Linked DNA regions of Zea mays: region 1 is linked to region 2. Evidence: chromatin contacts called from public Hi-C data. All regions are on one chromosome and are shown on one strand. The core of a region is the stretch at or near the end of the contact, and the rest is flanking DNA. Distances in the headings are between cores, read along the strand shown.

The links. A called contact is a pair of places that touch in the nucleus more often than the background predicts.
Region 1: a Hi-C map of leaf shows a contact between it and region 2, with 2.7 times the contacts expected there. The contact joins the promoter of LOC100216983 here to the promoter of LOC103626279 in region 2. A contact is called at or near these places in 2 of 25 Hi-C or Micro-C datasets (leaf and tassel).

What each region holds. Positions count from the first base shown.
Region 1 is chr5:43,014,519-43,017,218 of Zm-B73-REFERENCE-NAM-5.0, reverse strand. It overlaps LOC100216983 (beta-1,3-galactosyltransferase sqv-2), which reads left to right and starts at 1,333. Exons shown (of 11, transcript NM_001143362.1): 1 at 1,333-1,621. The coding sequence starts at 1,521.
Region 2 is chr5:42,843,851-42,846,550 of Zm-B73-REFERENCE-NAM-5.0, reverse strand. LOC103626279 (heat shock 70 kDa protein 16) reads left to right here and starts at 1,427. Exons shown (of 9, transcript XM_008646666.3): 1 at 1,427-2,700. The coding sequence starts at 1,665.

The DNA.
Region 1 (2,700 bases), core at 84-2,583, 170 kb before region 2:
ATTACTTACGTGGCACGGTGTTTCAGGGAAGATCCGCAAGTTACAAGAGAAAGGAACATCACTAATTGTTGCCTTAACTAAGACTGATTAAGACATGTACGATGGATTTCTTGAGCCGTGTCTTCGAGTGTGTCTAATGTGGTAAATATAAAAAAACTCAAGTCATGTATCTTGATGAACACTCTCTGTTCGAGACAGATGAATAACTGATTGGTCAATTTAATTTATTGATTGCTCTGATTGGTGTAATAAATATAGATACACATGTTTTAGACATGTCCACTGTATTATATTGTGTATTAGCTGTCTTATACTTGGAGTACCGTGCAAATGTACATGCCCTTATAATCAAACTCCATATATTTTCAGTAATCACATTTCATCATCAAATGATCAATAATAGAGTATAATAAATTGGTAGTGATAATAAACAGACAATGGAAATAAATAGACGGAGTAAAACAACTGTTCTGATTGTAAGTCAACATCGAGCAGAGAATTTGCACATCTCTTTATTTCAGAGCTAGACCTACATAGATAACATTGCTTGAAGAAGTGACCATACATTCGATGCACCCCTAAGAGATATGCATGAGTTTTTTTTTCAAATTAAAATAAAAGAAATAGCGCTGACGAATTAGATTGTGCCACATCAACAACCGTATGCCGCTACTGATCGCGTCTGATCGGTAGCTGTGCTGCTCAAATGTGTCGGTCGATATCGACCGACCTTGCATCACTCCAATCGTTGTTATTCGTCTCGACTAGTCGACCGACCGAGTCTATCTCCTGCCGTCTCTGTAGTGGTCGATACCTATAGCTGACTACAACACGACAGAGGTAGGTAGGTATCAACTCCACTAGATCCACAATGAGATCCTCTACCGTCACTTCATCTATAGTTGGCTCATGATACGTAAACTCGGCACGCAGCAGAAAAATAACCGTAGATCATTTTGCTTCTACTGGATCCAGCCTAACAGTAATGGCCAAACAGGAATAAAAATTATAATAAACTAATGGCAGTTAAGTAAGGCACAGTTTAAAAACAACCCAATAAAAAAATTGGGTTTTATCTTTTAGTTAGTAGAGGTCAACTTCTTAGTTTTTAAAAAATAGAGAATTATATAAACTAAATTATAAATTATTATATTTATAATCAACTCAATTTTTATAAATCAGTTTTTTAAAAACTGAATGCTTTCGAATAGGTCCTAAACTCTGTAATTTTTAATGGCAATCGAGGAACCATTTCAATGGCTCCGAGGGAATTCTGTCTTTACTCAAAGCAGAGCAGGCAAGCTGTACCCTGCGTTGTCGGTGGCCGCCTCCCGCCCGCGCACATGGGTGTCATGGGGCGTAGACCGTGGCGGCCTCAGCTCCGGTCTCCGGGATTAAAGAATCCAGGTCATGGCTTCCTCGCGCCGTGGGCGTCCATGTCCTGCTGCTGCCGCCGCGGGACCTGAGAGGAGAAGGACGAGGACGAGGTGGTGGTTGGCGGCGTCGCGCCGACGGCGGACATGGGTTGGAGGCGGGGAGGAGGCGCGGATGGCGTGGCCAGGAGATGGGTGCTGCTGCTATGCGTCGGGAGCTTCTGCCTCGGCCTGCTCTTCACCGACAGGTATATTCCGTTGCTCGCTCCACGAAATCTTGACTTGGAGAGTTCATCCTGTCCACACTTGTGCCTCGTTCTGTACGCTCCTCAGCGCTCCTAGGATGGAAGGGATGGATGTGGGTAAGATCCGTGTGTTGCTGGTCAACTGCATTCTGCGGTTTGGGGCTGCAGGGGGAATGTTGGTTGCTTGGACTCTGAACCCGCACTGTGTACCTCAACTTGTGAGTCGTGAGTCGCGGTACTTGAGCTCCCTGAGTTCCTTGAGAGTGTTGCTAATTTGGGAACTGCGAGAGAGTGCTCAGATGCTCACGGATTCAAGAATTCAGACTCTGTCAGCGCTATTATTCTGGCTCGTTTGTTCATACTGGCGCTGAGCCCACCTGTGTGCCAATGACCCTGCACATTTAGGTTCAGTGGCGGAGAACAGAAAAAAATAAGGTATATCAAACTTGATACATATAGATTGTAAAATAATATCTCTTATCGTAATATGTCGTGTTGGTAAAAATGTTTAGAATAAATAGAATTATTTTTTTCTCGAACGAGCGCAGGAGGAATAAATAAAATTATAGAAAAATACAAGTGAAGTCAAGAAACCATACAACGAGTAAGCTTCAATCACATCTAGGCGAGCTATGCAATTGCATTTGCATATCTTTCTTTTTGTGAAACCTTTTCTTGATCTTCTCAAGAATCAAGATCAACTCCTTTGAATATTTCTCGCTCGTAGCACACACATCATTAAGCCAAACTTCCAATTGTTAATTCCCAATGCTTTGAAAGTGCCAAATATGCATTCTTTCAATTGTTAAATCCCGATGTTGTAAAGACATCATATCCAAATTTGTCATCCATCCGATCATGCATGAAAAGGTATCAATAAAAGCAATAAGCCATATCTTTCTCTTCTCTTCACACGGTATTCATGCCAACAATATTGCTTGAACCATGTTTTCTAAAGGAACCTTTTCGTCTTTGATTTAGGGAAATTATAACCAATTGTTTGAGTTGGATCCTTGTCTATGAAAGCTCTATTAACTCTGAACTAATGTTAATATACGAAGCCACGGATCAGTAATAATGTG
Region 2 (2,700 bases), core at 178-2,677:
TCAGGTGAGATAATCTGCATGTCCCTGATGTTCCCCTGCTTCTGATTACATGTTGAGTGACATCAAGTTTAATGGTAATCTAACAACATTGAGCAGGTAGAAGAACCCCAGAAATTTCTGCAGATAGGAGGTAAACATGCAGCAATTAAAAGGAAGTTGTTCTAGGTTTGCCTATTCATATAGTTGCTTTTGTGTTTGTTTGACTGCATATATCATGCATGGCTATGTGACAGAACTATTGATGATGGACTTTAGAGGTTGTTTGAACTTGTTTGCCGTTTAGGCACATTCATGGTAAATGATGGTCACCTCTTTGGTGGGGGAGATAAATCACACTTTCACTAATAGCTGGTCCAACTTAGATTTGAAAAACACCGCCAGCTGATAATACAGTTTTGAAGAAAAGCATATTATCATTCATTTTATTCACAGTGATAATGATAAAAAGATCATCGTTTGTTTTCATGTACGTGAATGTTTTTGCGTTGTACTGTATATTGTTACTTGTAAACAATATTTATTTAACATTTGTTCAAGTACCAAATTATGACAAGATTATGTCTGGCTTATGCACAATAGCTGAGGATTAAAATTTGCATTACCTAGAACTATTTTGAGAAAAAAGTTCTTTGGAGAAGTATATCTTCCATGTCACTTACAGAATAGAGTGTTAAAAATGATCCTAAATGTTGATGCCTTACTGCCTTAGTAACGCCAACAAAATTCCATTGTGTGTTCCTGATTTGAGGACTAAGACATTAATCAGTTCAAGTAGTACCATTTTGTGTTATCGAGTGAAAGCCAAGAATAGTGTAAATTTGACCACATGCCTTACTGCGAGAAAGTTTGACCACATGCATGTCAAAGCCAAGAATAGTGTAAATTTTAGAAAACAGTTTACTTGAGGTACCTCATAGTCATATGGATAGATAATAAGGACATTCGATATCTGGTACTTGTGAATTAGAAGATTTCATATGCCAATTTTTTTTGGTGGATGGAACATGACACATGTATTTATGGAGCTTTTATACTCACATTCTTGTATTTGTTGTTTGTAGCCTCGACAAACCTGGAGTTTGAACACATGACAGATGATGTGCTCACTTTTTTGGATGAAGAGATGCATTTATAGTTCACTGCGTTAGGTTTATATACATAATTATGTGGATTGGCCGGACTATAGCTCCCAATACTATATATATACCTCCCGTTATGGTTTGTCCTTATGCGGCGTCTTACTCCTGTTTTTCCTTGTGCTGAATGGATGCCTTTCTGTGCTGGATAGTGTGTTGGATAGGGCGCCCGAATGGGCGCCACCTGATCTAGTATAGTTTAAAAGGGAAACAAACACACACTAAATTAAATGCTAGTTCGAATTTGTTGGATTACGTATCAAACACAGCTCAAAATTACTAAGGAGCCGAGAGAAAAAAGGGCCGAGCCACGTCCCCGCAGTAGGCAAAAGAAACCGGCCCTACGTGTCGGCGACAGCCGAGTAAGCACGGGCCGGCTCCTCCTCGCCCAACAACCACCGCGGCGTGCGCCGACCGTACCCTCTCCCTCCGGCGCACCGCTCTGGTTCATCTCCAACTACATCCACCGCGCCCCAAATCGCACCCCGCCTCCCCCATTCGCGCCGATCGAACCCCAAATCGGTGGCGATGAGCGTGGTCGGCTTCGACGTCGGCAACGACACCCTGGTGGCGGCGGCGGCGCGGCAGCGGGGCATCGACGTGCTCCTCAACGCCGAGTCCAAGCGCGAGTCCCCCGCCGCCATCGCCTTCTCCCGCAACGCGCGCCTCATCGGCTGCCACGCCGCGTCCGCCTCGTCCGCGCACGCCCCCTTCTCCAGCGTCAAGCGCCTTCTCATGGGCGCCACGGGGAGGCACCCGGACTCCTCCCTACTCCGCGACCTGTCCCGCCTCCCCTTCCCCGCTGCCGTCGGTGGCGGCGCTGTCGTCCACGCCGACCACATCGGCCGCCGCATCGCGCTCTCGCCGACCCACCTCCTCTCCATGCTGCTGGCCTACCTCAAGCAGCTCGCGGAGGCCGACCTCGGCGGCGCCCCCGTAGCCGACTGCGTGATCTCCGTGCCCTGCTACTTCACTCAAGCGCAGCGCCGAGCCTACCTCGACGCCGCCGCCATCGCGGGGCTCAGGCCGCTCCGCCTCATGCACGACCTCGCCGCCACCGCGCTTGGCTACGGCCTCTACCGCTCCGACCTCGGCGGCTCCGGGGGTCCCACCTGTGTCGCGTTCGTGGACGTCGGCCAATGCGACACACAGGTCGCGGTCGTCTCTTTCGACATGTCGGGGATGAAGGTGCTGTCTCACGGGTTCGATGCAGACCTCGGGGGCAGGGACTTCGACGAGGTGCTGTTCGAGCATTTCGCCGAGGAGTTCAAAGACAGGTACATGATTGATGTCACAGGAAATGTCAAGGCCAGTATGAGGTTGAGGGCAGCCTGTGAGAAGGCGAAGAAGGTTCTGAGCGCGAACGCGGAGGCTGTGGTGAACATTGAGTGCCTGATAGAGGAGAAGGATGTGAGGGGGGTGATCCGAAGGGAGGACTTCGAGAAGCTATGTGCCAGGCTGCTGGAGAGGGTTGTTGAACCTTGCAACAGGGCGGTGACAGATTCAAGGATTGGATTGGAGAGGCTGCATTCTGTGGAACTCGTTGGGTCAGGTTCTCGTGTGC